Linked DNA regions of Sus scrofa: region 1 is linked to region 2. Evidence: chromatin contacts called from public HiChIP or PLAC-seq data. All regions are on one chromosome and are shown on one strand. Each heading gives the region's core, a stretch centred on a gene start, on an enhancer-like site or on the middle of the called end of the contact. The rest is flanking DNA. Distances are from core to core; before and after follow the strand shown.

What was found. HiChIP or PLAC-seq counts read pairs in DNA pulled down with a chosen protein or histone mark.
Region 1: a contact with region 2 is called in an H3K27ac HiChIP or PLAC-seq map of alveolar macrophages. The contact joins two enhancer-like sites. A contact is called at or near these places in 1 of 5 promoter capture datasets (fetal skeletal muscle) and 1 of 2 datasets of contacts at active chromatin or transcription factors (alveolar macrophages).

Annotation. Positions count from the first base shown.
Region 1 is chr10:11,823,620-11,828,316 of Sscrofa11.1, forward strand. It overlaps WDR64 (WD repeat-containing protein 64), which reads right to left. Exons shown (of 28, transcript XM_021064368.1): 2 at 67-197. Among named protein-coding and RNA genes, the nearest start is that of WDR64, 9.3 kb to the right of the region's middle. Within about 2 kb of position 2,237, at least 4 of the 83 cell types and tissues checked have an H3K27ac peak or open chromatin away from gene starts, as enhancers often do. A contact at or near this core is called in alveolar macrophages, where this site is marked.
Region 2 is chr10:11,639,632-11,644,474 of Sscrofa11.1, forward strand. The region is part of intron 1 of DISP1 (protein dispatched homolog 1); the gene reads left to right. Among named protein-coding and RNA genes, the nearest start is that of DISP1, 120 kb to the left of the region's middle. Within about 2 kb of position 2,705, at least 19 of the 83 cell types and tissues checked have an H3K27ac peak or open chromatin away from gene starts, as enhancers often do. A contact at or near this core is called in alveolar macrophages, where this site is marked.

The sequences.
Region 1 (4,697 bases), core at 987-3,486, 180 kb after region 2:
AATTATTTTCCTGAACAAAGAAAAATAATATCTAGATTTCATATTATGAAAATGAAAAATGACTACCTCACACCAGTCTATAGATGCATCAGGGTTGTTGCAGAGTTTCCTGTAAAAGCATTTCACGTCTTGACTCTTCACTTCCGGACCAAAGAGTTCCTGTACTGTCGCATAAAACTTGTCACAGTCAATGACATCTGCATTGTAATAAAGCACGAGAACATTATCATAAAGCTCCAATGACAATATTGCATTTTTTGGCTAATCTGTTTCATTATTTCAACCTATAAAAACCAGATTCTTGTATATTTTAAAGATCTTTTTATTGGAAACTCTCAGTTAAAATATTACTTAATCAGAAGAAAATATTTTATTTTATTTTATTTATTTATTTATTTTTTTGTCTTTTTGTCTTTTGTCTTTTGTTGTTGTTGTTGTTGCTATTTCTAGGGCCGCTCCCGTGGCATATGGAGGTTCCCAGGCTAGGGGTCGAATTGGAGCTGTAGCCACCGGCCTACACCAGAGCCACAGCAACGCGGGATCCGAGCCGCGTCTGCAACCTACACCACAGCTCACGGCAACGCCGGATCGTTAACCCACTGAGCAAGGCCAGGGACCGAACCCGCAACCTCATGGTTCCTAGTCGGATTCGTTAACCACTGCGCCACAACGGGAACTCCGAAAATATTTTATTTTGATGAGATCTCCTGCATAGCTTTATTTTCAATTATCTTAGGAATTTGGTTCAGGAATACAAAGATAAGAAAGTGAATTACTTCTTTCTTAATGGGGAAAATGTTTTACTAATCAGGCGTGTTTGCTAGAATTCATCTTGAGTGGAAGATGGAAGTAAGCAAAGAGCAAAGACTGATTCTTAATTGACGCCATAAATGCACACATACACAAACCACATCGTTGATTGAATACTGACTTTGATAAATTTTATTATTCACTGGGGTATAGCTATTGAGTCTAAGAACAGGAAGGGTTTAGATATGCATCAAGCAACTGTTATGTGTCAGACCTGAGGTAGACAGTGGACTTAGAATGGAAAATTAGATAGATAAGACCCCCTTTTCAGGTAGTTTACATTCTAGAGAAAGAAACAAAAAATCATTGAGTGAACAAAACATTTACAGGTTGTGACAGGTAAGACTAATTACTAGAGACAGACATTATCTTAGTGGTTATCTGTAGAAAAAGGCATGAGAGAACATTCTGGAATGTTAGAACTAGTCTCTGTCCTGATCTGGTTGTGACTATAGGTATGTTCACATATGTCCAAATTTACCCAGTTATGCACTTAAGACTAGTGCACTTTGCTGAAGCTAGGTCATACCTTGTATAACAATGTGATTTTTTTTTCTGGTGTTTTTAGGGCCACACCTGTGGCATATGGAGGTTCCCAGGCTAGGGGTTGAATAGGAGCTGCAGCCGCCTGACCCACACCACAGCTCATGGCAACTAGGATCCTTAACCCACTGAGCGAGGCCAGGGATTGAACCTGCAACCTCATGGATTCGTTTCTGCTGCGCCATGATGGGAACTTCTAATCCAACCTAAGTTGACATCTGAGACAACTAACATTCAGAGAAATGAAAAGAGCTTCCCCAGCTCCACGTAGCTATTCAGGGAGAGTCAGAATGAGGACTCTGCCTTCCCCCCTTGCCCCCATTCGATGTATCTGCTGTTAAGCTGTGTTGCTTCTCTGTGATCGATTAAATCTTTTCCCAGTTGTAATCCGTAGAGCCCGCTGGACTGCCTTGTGATCACTGATCTTACCTTCTTTTTGGATAAACAAGCCGGCTCTTTCATCTCTTTTCTGGGCTGCTACCCATTCAACCAATTTTTCAAATCCTCTCAAGGCTATCCTGAAACTGCTCATCTGTAGTTCGAGGTTGTAGCGTTTTTCTTCCCTGCTGTCCATAGGGACATAGGGAAACTTGTATTTCTGTCCAGAAATAACAGTGCAAATTTGCCAACGTGGAAGCCCCCCAGTTGTCACAGCGCCTCCTTGCTGGTGCAGTTGCTGCCCTGGGTCTCATTCTTCGACTGAAATCCCATCCCGTGGGTAGCAGTAAGAGTCACTGCCGCTGGGATGTTGGCCAGGAGAAGCACTGAGTCAGGTCTCATGCATGTCACGTGGGCAAACACTGCAGGAAAATCCTGAGCTCATAATGTCACAGTGTCAGTCACAAGGCCCTCATTGCATCATAATCTCTCTGTCACTTCCTCCTTCCTGCATAAGGGGACACCGGGGTGTCTTCCCACAGGTTGTGTGTGGGTGCATGTATACACCGGCTGAGAGGGAGGAGACGGGGTAAAGACTTAGCAAGGAAACTGAGCGTCGCATATTCTTCCTGCGGTGGCTCCTCTTGCCTCAGGCCGCCACAGAGAGCAAAATTCCCACCCCTGCACCTGCACTGGGTGCGGTAACAAGAGCTTCTGAAGTGTGAGAGCAAAACGGGTGTCAAGGATAATGCCGGGGATTCTGGCCCAGAAAAACTGGAAGGATGGGGTTATTGCTCTGGGGGAGGGAGGAAGTGGGAAAAGCAGATTTCCAGGGGAGAATTAAGAGTCCAGTTTTGGACTTTCCTGATCAAGACGCCGGAGGAGTAAGACATACGACGTGGTGCTCACCTTCTCCCACAAACACACAAAAAATCCCACCTCCGCGTAGGATGATTCACACAGAACATCTGCTGACCACGGACAGAAGACTTCAGACCTGCACAAAGGGCAAGAAACCCTCCACCCAACTGGGGAGAACCAGAGGGAGAGAGAGAGAGAGAGGACACAAAAATGAATCAGAACAGGACCGGCGCTCTGGACAGGGAGCCGTGAAAGAGGAATGGACCTCACACCGTGGGAAGCCACCTACCCGACAGGGAGATCAGCTGGGATGGAGGGGGAGCCTCAAAGCCTCAGAGAAAAGCTCAGCAGCCGACAGAGGAGGGCAAAGCCCAGAGGCAGCCGCACAGACCATCAGCACCAGCACCCAGGACACCACGGCCTGGGATGTTCGGGCGACAGCTGGGCACTGAGACCTGAGCTTGGGAGCTCGGTTCCAGGGAGAGGACTAGGGGTGGCTGTGTGCCATGGCCTGAGGGGCTAGAGAGCGGGGTGCCACGGGCTTGGGAGCAGACGCCACAGCAGAGGGAGCTCAGCAGGAGGCCTGGGCCTGCAGGAGAAGCAAGGCGCCAACGATGGGGAGCGAGAGGAGAAGGGGCGGGAGCACCGCAGGAACATCTTTCTCTCCTGCCTCGTTTTTGCGAGCGATGGTTTTTAAGGCTAAGAATTATAGTACGTGTAACTGAAGCTACTAAAGTAATAAAGGGAAACATTTCCATATGCAAGGAAAATGGGAAGCTTGTTTTCAGTAAAATAAGGGACGAAGAATGGAAATGCATTTTCTTAGAAGGAAAAAAAAGGTGTTTCTTGCCCGACAGCTGGTTGTTCTGAATGGAAAAGAAAATGAGGAACAGAGAAACACGGGTATGGAAAAATCTGTGGCTGGTTTGCGGAGGAGGAAGCTTGCGTTTTGCAGAGTCAGGATTGGCTGAGATAAGATTGAATTTAATTAAGAAAATGAATTTTAAAGATAAAAGGGTACAAAACCTGAATTTAATTGCTTCTCTAAGAGGATAAAGCTTTCCTAAAATATTGAACTGCTTTTGGGAGTAGATTGGATGTGTTTCTTTAACATTTAAGTGACGCGTTACAACCTTTGAGACTTTTTATTGTCCCTTTGGTTAAATGATCAGGTATTTTTCCCACAGTGACCTATGATCCTATTTGACCAGGTGTTTTGAGACTTTGGTATTTTTGACAAATTTCCCAAACATCAAATTCTAAATGAAGTTCATTGGACCTCTAGCTAACTTTGAGGTTTTCCAAAGGGCCCCTGGATCACCTCAAAATGTTTGTTTTCTTTTCCTTTCAGAGAGTAAGTTTAAACTAACTTGGATTTCTAGCCAAGACAAGAATGACCACACCCTTATCAGCAAGGCAGGCTTCTCCTTGAAATGCCCCCTCTGCCACCTGGAGCCACCTGGCCTCCTCCTTCCTGCCCCACTAGGAAAGTATGTGGCCCACTCCTCACCCCGCCCCTACAGGGACCTTATAAGCCCCCCGCCAACCGGCAAGGGTATCGCAAGACCCCTCTTTCCCCAACCAATCAGCAGATCAGCAGGTGTATCCTGAGACCCCTCCCCTCCCTGGGCTATAAAAACAGACACAACCCCGCACCATGGGGTCATTTCTCTCTGATTATCAGGAAGCTGACCAACTGTGTTAACAGAATGTCTTGTCTTGTCTTCACCTTGACAAAAATAACTTAGGCTTATTTGGTATGTTAAACTATACGGGAGCGTCAAGTACCTGGTGGTAAAACTTCTTAGATGGTATCATATAAGTAAGTGTTATTAACATAGATATTCCAGAAATTATATGGAAGTCCTGAAATTCTGACATGTTCTGACAAATGATATGTTGTAATTGTAGTTATTATCTTAAATTGCTGTGTATCATAGCAGTAACCAACTGTCCTTGTCAATTGCATTGTAATTGGGTCTTTGACTTTTAAGTCTTTTGTCATTTGTAAACAGTTATTTTACTCTGATGATTTTGCAAAAAGGTTTCTTCTTCAAGAAGATTCACCAAAAGGACTTTTTGACAAGTACGGGTTTCTGCTAATG
Region 2 (4,843 bases), core at 1,455-3,954:
TAATCGCTATCTATACCAGAGAATTTGGAAAATATGTGTTTTTCTCATTGCCAGCTGGTAGAAAAATAAAGGCAGAATTGTATGAATCGCTTTAGTCACTTTTGTGAATTAACTGCTGTAAGAAAATAGTACGATACTATCATCTTGCAGCTTAACAAAAAGAGGAGTTGTGTGAAGTTATCCACTTGGGAGCTAAGCTTTCACAGCAAGTTTAGTTTTTAATCGATGTTTGTTTCACACACATATTTCGCAATACGCCCCAAGTTGTATTTGAGGTGCTTAGATGTTGGTGCATTGCCTTCATTTTAATTGTGGCAGTGATAGAACTACATGACAGTGGGATTTACTAGGGAGAGTAGAAATTGAAATATATTTGCCATATTTACTTTGGCTTAAAATTAGAATGGATAATTTCTATGTGCCTGGTAGAAAAATTCAGACTAGTTTAACTTGTGAAAGATTTGTATGTTTTGTCGTAAAAATGTAAAATTAAAAAAAAAACCCAACTGGATAAAGATTTCACAAAAACTGAAGTATTTCATGCCAATCATTGACTGACCATAAATGATTTTCTTCAGTGCTAATGTAAGAAATATGGGTCATGCTTGACAATTTGCTAAAATTTTCTTGAGCAAGTATTCCTGTGGAAAGAAAAAGAATGAATATGTCCTTCTTACCCATAAGAGGGTCGTTTTAGATGATAGTATTTATAATTAAGAAAACTCCAGTTCCCTTTGATGGCTGGGCAGTCACGAAACTATGTAAATAACCTCTTGCACTAGAGCCTCCCACTCGTAGACAGTGGGTTTACTACTTAGCACGGTTTTAACGTCTGCTGACACATTTCTACTTTGTAAAATGGTAAAATTGTCTTGCTGTTATTTTTTTTTAATTACATCTCTTAATTAAATTATCTTAGAATGCTTTCATTGCCAAATCTTGAGTATTGGAGTATTTTATTGGATGACTATGTTTCATTCATCCATTTTTTGTTTTAGTATATGCAGAAATCAGAGTATTTTTTATGTGTCTTTTCATGCTTCACATGGTTTACATCTTACACCCGAATCATAGAATTGGGAACATGAACTATTTGCACTGATTATGAAAAAACATGTACTGTCTGTGTCTGAAATGATTGACCTACGGAGCAGTTTTGAAAATACGTGTTAGCCTTTCCACTCTGGGAAACGATACCGTAAAACGGATTCCTCCAGCATTTTTTTTTTTTTTTTTTTTTAATTTTGGCTGCACTCAGGGCCTGTGGACGTTGGCCCAGGCCAAGGATTGAACCTGAGGCGGGTGGCGACCTGTGCCACAGCTATGGCAATGCCAGATCCTTAACCTACTGCCCCGCAAGGAGCTTCCATCCGACACTCAGCCTAATCCGAGGTGTCTCTTTGGTTTGTATTGAATCACTCAACCTTTTTAGCAAACGGGGGACGTCTGCTTTTCAGAGTTTGCTCTGCACCAGTTCTGTCCCTTCGACTCTAACTGCTTTGAGTTCTGGGGTTGGATCAGAGCATCTGAACAGTACAAATGTTGTAACTCTTACAGCTCCGTACCCATGGTGGACAGACAGCCTTGACACACTGGCTACGTGAACATTTCTCATTTCTTAAAACTTACAATTTCTGACCACATCCCAACACAGGAAATAAAACTGGGTGTTTAGGATCAAAAGACAAATGAACTGCTTAACCTCTCAGCCTTTCAGAAAAAATATAAAACAAAGCAGCTAAAGTATATGAGAAAAATAGGACTCGGGGCAGAGGATGGCCCTTTGCTCTCTCAATTTCTATTTGTATATCATTTTAATCGCTATTTAACAGGCTCACTTATTTCAGGCTCACATACTCGATTCCACGAAAACGACTCACAGGGAACACACTAGGTGCTTATTATATGCTTGCCAAATGAGGACATGCTCCCATTTAACTGAAAAATAGGATTTCATTACCTTTGTGAGCAAACAAGAACGCCACGTGCACAATATAAATGTCATTTCAGCTCATCTAACATACTCAGGAAAGCAAATAGAATTGGCCAACATTTATAGTGGTAATTTAAGTAAGGAAGAGGAAAAGATTTATGAAAGATGTACCCAGACTCTTGCTAAGAGTTACTTTACTGATCCAATTCAAGTAAGAATAACAGGCAAAATTTGGTGTTTTTCTAAGTTTCAAGTAAATCTCAGCGTTCTCTCAGTCCAAGGAGGTCTTGCACTGTGCCTCATAACAGATACCTTGAGATATGTTTCTCAAGTTGCCTGTAGACTAAAGGATACCCCTGAGCCTTTATTCGCTGTGCCCTGCAGGGAGGAACCCATTTGGAGCTGCTCTAGGAGATCTGATTTGCTACTTCTCAAACTTCACAAAGCAGCGGGGAGTGGAGCCTGGTGTCGGATACTTAGCATTAGTGGGATACGTCTGAGTGTGATATTAAGAAACAACACGTTACCATGTAAATCAAACAGCTTTCAAGTGCTTTATGGTGATTGATCTCAGTTTGGGGCTTTATGGAAGACGTTTTAAAGATTCCTTCCCATTCTTGGGCCTCACCATGCGTGGAGGTGGTATTTTCTCATTTTCATTGATCTCGGTGGTGGTTTTTTTCCTTTGAGCTGCTAAGTTTTGAGGTTTTGAGAGGTGTGAAGTATCAGACATTCATGGTGTCTTTAGACGTGCTTGCGATCTCTTCAGCAACACACCGTAAGCTCGGTAACATGATCCTAGTTCTACTAGGGAAGAACTGTAGTCACACAGAGAGGTTGCTCGATTGTAAAGTTGCCTGTTTTGCGGTTTTAGTTGAGGCCAGATAATTTCAGATGAAATCTTATGGCCTAAAGATAGATCCGTCACTCCTTGGGGGTCCTGTTTATCACCAAAGCATCCTGTAGTTCATTCTGTTTTCATGGGGATGTGAGTCTAGAGAGCAGCCTGCCGTCTGGAGGTCGTCTGACTCTAGAATTAAAAATGCCGTCCGAAGCAGGAGTATTTTTTCTTTCATTTTCTCTTTCGTTTCCTTTGCCCTTCCTCTTTCTTTGCCTTCCTTCCTCCTTTTATTTCTTTTTTCAGCCACGCCCATGGCATGCAAGAAGTTCTGGGGCCAGGGATCAAACCCTCAACACAGCAGTGACTCGAGCCACAGCGGTGACAATGCCAGATCCTTAACCTGCTGAGCCGCCAGGGTTCAAACCCTCAACACAGCAGTGACTCGAGCCACAGCGGTGACAATGCCAGATCCTTAACCTGCTGAGCCACCAGGGAACTCCCTTTCCTTCCTATCTTCTTCCCTTCTTCCTTCTCCTTCATTTTTTTTTTTTTTTTTTTTTTTTTTTTTGGCACAAAACTTTAGGGAACTACTCTTTTACTAGAGGCTTGAGACTTCATGTTGGAGATTGACCAGGTGCTGGGGATATATTTTTCTTGAGGGCTAAATAAGCTCATTAGTCAAATTGGCCATAGCCTACACATTATTCAAATGATCCATGAGTAATTGAGGCTATGTGACAAGTTGTTTTGTATTCCCACAACACTGTTCCACATGAATCCTGCACTCTTGTCTCTCAAATTCATGTCTCATTAAGGATTTCTCTTCCCTGGACCCTCATCCCTGCCCCGTAAACTTCAAATATGATACAGATGAGACCTCTTTTCATTATAACCCCAAAGAAGTAAAGATAATCCAAATACTATAACACACACCCCTAATGTGGAGTTTTTGAATAGACAGCATTATTCTGCATTTCAAGCAATATTTCCTGAACCCATGCTGAATACTCTTCAGTAGCAATTGCTTGCTCTTATAAATTGATCAGCATTAATTAAATAAAGAATAAATCAATGGTCCTCAACCCTAGGAGTACATTAAAATCATCTGGGGAGCGTTTTAAAATGCTAATGCCCACACCCCATTAAAATATGAATTAAATCAACCTCTGGGCCCAGGGCCCTGGGTCTATAAATTTTTTTTATATAACTGAAGTGATTTTAATTTGCAGGAAGGGTTGGAACCATGGTAATAGACTTACAGCTTTGCGAATATTTGTTATATTTATTGTGTTTCCTTCAAGACTTGCTGCAGAGTCTAAGTGAATGTCTTGGCTGCCTGGTTCTTGCGTTAGATAACGGCTTATCAGAAGACTGTCTTCTAGAACTTTTTTGAAAGATTATAGATTAACATATTTTTTTTAAGGCCGCACTCTCAACTTGTGGAAGTTCCTGGAACTAGGGGTCGTGTCGGAGCTGTGGCTGTCGGCCTACACCACAGCCACAGCAACACCGGAACCGAGCCGTGTCTTTGACCGACACCGAAGCTCACAGCAGCGCCATATCCTAAACCCTGAGTGAGGCCAGGGATCGAACCCACATCCTCATGGATACTAGTCAGGTTTTTAACCCACTGAGCCACTACGGGAACTCCCTAGATTGACATTTCTGATATAGAAAACTCTACTTTTATTTTGTATATTCTTAGTTATGCAAATGAACACAAGTCTTCAGACTTAGGGTTAAAAGAAACAATTGCCGTTTAATAGAATTGGAAGTCGTCTGCGATAGGAACTCAAATATAAACGGATATACTACTCTGTCTCTTTTAAGGGCATTGCTGCCATGGATACAGCTCACTTACTGTGGGAGGAAGTGGGGAAGTTTTGTGGTGTGATAAATTTGGTGGATGAATTTGGAAGAGAAATCTTTGAAAACTACTTTAATAATGACGATCTAATGATGGTGCTGTTGAAATATATATTCAGGAAGATCAGTGTATATGCTGAAAAAGGATGTTATCATTTATCCCAGACTCTAAGAGAGAAACTTTTTTTTACACCTGCATTTCT